2 separate regions of the Callithrix jacchus genome follow, and region 2 is linked to region 1. A link is a contact called in public Hi-C data. All regions are on one chromosome and are shown on one strand. The core of a region is the stretch at or near the end of the contact, and the rest is flanking DNA. Distances in the headings are between cores, read along the strand shown. Region 1 overlaps OPTC (opticin). Region 2 overlaps ATP2B4 (ATPase plasma membrane Ca2+ transporting 4).

Region 1 (3,243 bases), core at 133-2,632:
GAAGCTCGTTTCTTCATCTGCAGTATGGAGACGAGCATCCTTACTCTCCAGGGTCATTGCTGGAATTAAATGAGTGGATGCACAGAAAAGCGTCTGTGATAGGTCTGGCAAACTCCAGGAGTCCAGGGATTGTTAGATCCCCTGCCACACAATAGAGCAGGAGCCAGACTACTTCCTGTACTCAGCAAAGAGTGACCAAGAGGCGTGTGGCAATGATGTGGCTTCCAGATCCCAAAAGCCCAGTTCTGGAAAACCTAATTTTTTTTTTATTGGATTTAAAAAAAAATAGTGTTCCTCAATCCAGGGTCTCTTGCAGTTGGGGAACTTGAGGCTTTCAGCTGTTGCATGCCTAGGCCTTGTCCTAATCCAATAAGGCAGGATATGGAATGGGATGCTGGTTATGGAACAGGATAGGATTGGTGGATGAAACAGAAAGGGGGAGAGGGAGAGTACAGACACACACACACACTCACACACACACTTTCACACACACACTCTCACACTCACTTTCACACACACTCTCTCACCTTTACACACACATACACACACACTTTCATACACACACATACACACACACTCTCACTTTCACACACATACACACACTCTCACCTTTACTCACACACTCACACATACACTTTCATACACACACATACACACTCACACTCTCACACTCACTTTCACACACACTCTCACCTTTACACACACACTCACACTCACACACACTTTCATACACTCACACACATACACACTCACACTCACTTTCACACACATACACATACTCTCACACACTTGCACAAACACACGCGCACACACTTTCACACACACACTCACTTTCACACACACTCACTTTCACACACACTCACACACTCTCACACTCACTTTCACACATACACACACTCTCACACTTTCACACACGTGCACACACACTTTCACACACCCACATACACACTTTCACACACTCACACACTTACACACACTCACTCACTTTCACACACTCACTTTCACACACAGATATACTCACACACATTCATACACTCACATACACACACTCACACTTCACTTTCACACACACATACACACACTCTCTCACTTTCACACACACTCACACACACTTTTACACACATACACACACTCACACACTTACTTTCACACATACACTCACACACACTCTCACTTTCACACACACTTTCACACACACTCACACATTCTCACACTCTCACTTTCACACACACACACTCACTTTCATACACACACACACACACACACACACACAGATTCTGCTGTAACAGAGATGGAAAGAGGAGGCAAAGGAGGAGAAGGGCCAGTGACAGCCCTGCTGCTCTGAAAGGCAAGGAGCCCTTGGCTCACTACCTTCCTGTCCTCCCCTAGGTTCACGTGCACTGGGATCCTAGACTCCCTAGGAGTGAGGACGGGCACCACAAAGGCATGAAGGCACCTCCTACCACCTTCAAGACTTCCCACTGCCAGTCTGTAGCCTGTTGTCGAGTCCTGGTCCAACCCTGAGTCACCCGTGTGAGCTGGGGTCCATGATTGGTCTCTAGTTCTCCGTCTCTTCATCTGAAGAATGTGAAGAGTAACTTCTGCCTTTGCTGCTTACAGGACGGTCGTGAGGATCCAAGGGCACAGTGAGGTGCTAGACAGAGGTGGGGGAGGCAGGCACATGGATTCCTTTCCATGTGGCTCTCAAGAAACACCTGTCCCTCCAGACTCGGGGACTGCCTGGGACCTTGAATAATTGCCTTGGCAACTTATCGCCTGGCTAACTACCACTCCTTTGGGTTTCGGCTTAAACGTCAGTTCTGCAAGATCTTCTGGACCCCTAAGCTGGGTTCTCCTCTTATAAGCATGCACAGCATTCTGTACCTTCCCATCGCAGCACTTTTATAAGTTGAACAGCGTGGTTATTGGTGTGATTATTTAACACCTGCCTTTTGCACTACACTCTAAGCTCTATGAGGAAAGGACTATGTTTCGTTGTGCACCATCGTATCACCATGTGGCAGTCTCCATAAGACCCTGCTGCGTGGGTAAGTGAATTCCCTGCCTCATACCTCTCTCATGCCTTAGCATGGGGCCTGAGGCCAAGCACCCATCCGTCACATCCCCCTTGCCCAAAGCCTCCTTATAAGGGGCAGGGAAAGGGTGGCGTCTCCTCTCCCTTCTAACTCAAGGAACAAATCATTGGCTACATGACAGTTGCCCTTCTTCCCATCCTCCCAGCATAGCAGCCCCTGTCCTGGATCCAAAGGCAGAGGTGAGTAATTGCTATTTTTATTTATCTTTGCACAAGGCTGCCCTCTGGTGTTGGAACATGCAGGAGCGAATGGGAAGGATGGACGCCCCAGTGGCCAGGAACCAGAGGGCTGAGCCTTGCTCAGACACTGCCAGTGAGCCAGGGAGTAGGTAAGTGCTACAAGAGGTGCATCTTTCAGTTCTCCATCCTTATGGATGGTTCCCTCCAAATCTAACAGGAGGCCCTGGCCTCAGAAGAGCTGGAGGTGAAGGAATGCCCCTTAGAAATCCTACCCATCTCAGCCCCAGTAGCATGGCGTGTGGGTAGGGGGAGCTGGTTTAAGTAGCCATTCTTTCTCCTCAGTGGCAGGCAGGCAAAGATTTTATAGTCAGCTCTCAAAAAAGGAAATTCCAACTTCTGTAGTGTAAATGCCCCTGCCATGGCCAATTTGAAACCACCAATGTGGTGTCACTGAAGGAAGAGCTGGAAGAGCTGCCCCGGAGCACACCATGGTCCAGCGTTTCTCCCACACAGATACCACCGACAGAAATAACTTCGAGGGCATGGTTAATAGTGGAATATAGTAAGCTAATTGAAAAGTGATGGTTTTTGAATAATTATTACATTTGTTTTCAATATAATGTATTTAATTGTGAGTTTATATAATTTAATTTTTCATAATGGCTATGTTTAACAACTGACTTGCAAAATTCTGGAAAATTTAATAATCTGCTCCTGCAAGTAGTAAGAGCAGGCTCCAGCACATCACTGCTTCTCCTCCTCTTCCCCCGTTCTTCCTCCTCTTCCCCTCCTCCTCTTCCTCTCCCACGACTTTCTCGGCATTCTGTGTGGGTACGAGAGATGGGGAATATGGAAAGGAGCGCCACCGAAGACATTGCTGTTCTCTGAGCCTGGAGCCATAGGTGTCAAGGAAAGAAGATGAGAAATGCAAATTTGGTTACTGAAAGACATTTCCATGCTCATTTCAC
Region 2 (3,214 bases), core at 415-2,914, 200 kb before region 1:
ACACAGGAAAAGGGTTTCCCCTAGAAATTCATCAGGAAACTGAGGGGAAATCTTATCCTCAAGAACATGACAGAGAAAGCCCCACCCGGACTGGGATTACTTCTGGCCCTATGAACCAGACTGAACACATGAGCTGGGAGAGGCGGAGAGAATGTTCAGCTGTGAAGTCATCACCCCCACCCCACGCAGGGGAGTTGCATGATGCCTGCCCAGGCTGGGTGGGAACATGGAATAAACAGCAGTGGAACATTTGTGTCTGCCATGAGTCTGCAGAACCTAGGACCTGGTAGAAGTCCAGCCCGGCCCTCAGTGGCCTAGCTCCAGCAGGGAAGGGCAGAGGCACCACTTATCAGAACCAGCTCAGCCCCAGAAAGGGTGGTGCTAAGGTAGACATCAGGAGGGACTTTCCAGCTGTCTGAGTTGTGATACCTTGCCGAAGGAGGCAGAAGAATCTTCTCCCACACAGATAGTACCAGGGAGAATGTTCTCTGGGTTGATTTGAAGGCAGTTATCTTTTGGTACTTGAGAAGAACAGAGAGCAGAACACCTTTTAAGACCATCCTTAAAAACCCTGGATTTGGGCTTGGTTTGGTGGCTCATGCCTATAATCCCAGCACTTTGGAAGGCCAAGGTGGGAGGATAGCTTGAGCTCAGGAGTTCAAGACCAGCCTGGGCAACACAGAAAGATTCTGTCTCTACAAGTAATTAAAAAAAATTAGCGGGACATGATGGCATATATCTGTGGTCCCAGCTACTTGAGAGGTTGAGGCAGGAGGATTGCCTGAGCCCAGGAGGTTGAGGCTACAGTAAGCTGTGATTTTGTTACTGCATTCCAGCCTGGGCAACAGAGCAAGACCTTGTCTCAAAAAAAAAAAAAAAAAAGGTTTACATTAATTAAAAAAAAACCCCAACAACCCTGGATTTGGGGAATAAGGGGGAGGAGTGGCTTAAAATCCAAATAGGGCCATGCAAGACTGAGCCATCTCTGACTAATAAGCAGATGCTACTCTTCCAAGTATACAGGAGTCTCCCTACTTCAGCATCTCCAGTTTAACACACCGCGGCTTGGAGATTTGCTCTCTATCTGCTAGACTTCCGGCTCCTAGAGATAAAGCAGTCGATTCAAGGTCACAGCCAGAGGATGATGAACTTGGGGAACAATGCTGCTTTCCTCCTTCTGGTTAAAAAATCCCTTCTCGGGGTGGGCTGCTTCCTCAGGGCATGATTCCCTTTAACCCACCCCGAGCTTTGCCTTTTTTTGAAAACAGCAACTGTGGCCCAGGGAAAAAAGTCTCCCTAGTGTGCTCCACTTAGCTTTCTGCTCTGCCACTCTGCCACCTTCTGCACTTCATGAATGTGCTTCCATCCAGCGTTATAGTCCCACCTTGGAGCTAAAGAACAAGAATGAAAGCTCCTCTTTCAGTAGATGCAGTATCTGCTTCACCCAGAGGGAATGCTATCTTTCTTCCCACCACCAGCTAATGGTTCAATGCAAAGCAAGAATGAGAAGGTTAAAAACCAAACCAGACCCCCCAAAAATTGCAAGTGTTGCTGCTGAGTTGTCAAAGGAATGGAGCATAAAGAGCCCCAGGAGAGAAAGCAGGAAGGGCTCTCATGTTGGGGAAGCCTTAGCCACTCTCCTCATAAAGACCCCTCTGACCCCAGCTGGGCAGCATTATGCCAGTGAACCCAGAAACCTAGCTCTAGGCAAGGAGGGCTAAATAGAAAAGAACTGGCAGAGCCTGGGTGGGGCTAGGAAGAGAAAGCCCCCAGCCTTCAAGAGGACCGATTCAGCCATAGGCAAGAAACTCAAACCAGACAGGGTCCTACACGCCAAAGCGTATTGAGACATCCAGGATGCCAAGTGGCGTTCCCTGCGGTGAGGGATGGGGAGGGACAGAGGGAGGACACTTTTGGCTTGAGTCTCTCTCACACCTTAAACTAGTTAGTGCCAATACAACTGCCCAAAGTTTTGTGGGCAGAGCGGACCACAGAATGTTAATCTCTGAGGCCAAGCCCAGATCATTGTTATTAGGATCACTTATGTGGCATCCTTAGTAGAGTTGGGGCAAGGATACAGGCAGAGGGAACAAAGAAAGAGGAAAACAGAAGTTATTCTTCTAACGTTAAATGGACAAGCTTCTAAAAACTGATATTCCAGAACAGACTGTAAGCTCTAAAGATAGGGAAGAAAACCTCAAAGAAGCCAGTTGCCCATCTTCCTCTCACATCTGTTCCATTCCATTTTCACTCGCCTAGTCCTCCACATCCCCTAACACTACTGTTCTTTAGAGCAGTGGTCTCTGGCGGGGGACATGCATCCATCTGTTACAGTGTGAGGAAAATATTACACCGTTCTGTATTACCTCACCCACTTCTTCACTTCTCTCTTTTTTTTTTTTGACAGAGCCCCTCTCTGTCGCCCAGGCTGGAGTGCAACGGAGTGATCATGGCTCACGGCAACCTCGGCCTCTAGGATTCAAGCAATTCTTCTGCCTCAGTCTACTGAGTAGCTGGGACTACAGGTGCCCACTGCCACGTCTGGCTAATTTTTGTATTTTTAATAGAGACGGGGTTTCACTGTGTTAGCCAGGATGGTCTTGATCTCCTGACCTTATGATCCGTCCACCTCGGCCTCCCAAAGTGCTGGGATTACAGGCGTGAGACACCGTGTCCAGCCTACCTCATTCATATCTATGTTTGCCTATCTTATTATGTAAATACTAGCATTAGACATGTTAATAATAAGGCAGCAGTCTTGTAGGTGAACATTTGTTTGGGATATGTACTTAGTTTTTTCCAGGTTGGCAATACTACAAGAAATGTCAATCTGCCAAACTGAGGAAGAGCCCAATCCCAGTGTATCTCAGCTTGTGGCAAAAAGGACAATTCTTGGTAAAACATGCCACTGCCACTTTTTCAGTCGGGCGCTGAGTGGGTTTATTGGATCATGTCCGGTGGCTCCGCAGATTATAACAGAGAACATGGTGGCCCGGAGGGAATGGACCTCAATGTTGTCATCGAGAGCAACTGGAATGAGATTGTTGATAACTCTGATGATATGAATTGAAAGGAGTCTCTTCTTCGGGGCAACTATGCTTACGGTTTTGAGAAGCCTTCCGCTATTCAGCAGAGAGCTCTTATTCCCTCTATTAAAGGGTATGATGTGATTGCTCAAGCTCAGTCGGGTACTGGCAAGACAGCCACATTTGCT

What was found. Hi-C and Micro-C count contacts between places; a contact is called where the count stands out from the background.
Region 2: a contact with region 1 is called in a Hi-C map of skeletal muscle, with 5 times the contacts expected there. The contact joins two enhancer-like sites. A contact is called at or near these places in 3 of 3 Hi-C or Micro-C datasets (induced pluripotent stem cells and skeletal muscle).

Annotation. Positions count from the first base shown.
Region 1 is chr19:30,557,255-30,560,497 of calJac240_pri, reverse strand. OPTC (opticin) reads right to left here. Exons shown (of 7, transcript XM_078356427.1): 7 at 2,880-3,165. Among named protein-coding and RNA genes, the nearest start is that of OPTC, 11 kb to the right of the region's middle. Within about 2 kb of position 1,382, at least 1 of the 16 cell types and tissues checked has an H3K27ac peak or open chromatin away from gene starts, as enhancers often do. A contact at or near this core is called in skeletal muscle, where this site is marked.
Region 2 is chr19:30,759,126-30,762,339 of calJac240_pri, reverse strand. All of the region lies in intron 2 of ATP2B4 (ATPase plasma membrane Ca2+ transporting 4), which reads right to left. It also overlaps the pseudogene LOC118149533. Among named protein-coding and RNA genes, the nearest start is that of LAX1, 68 kb to the left of the region's middle. Within about 2 kb of position 1,664, at least 4 of the 16 cell types and tissues checked have an H3K27ac peak or open chromatin away from gene starts, as enhancers often do. A contact at or near this core is called in skeletal muscle, where this site is marked.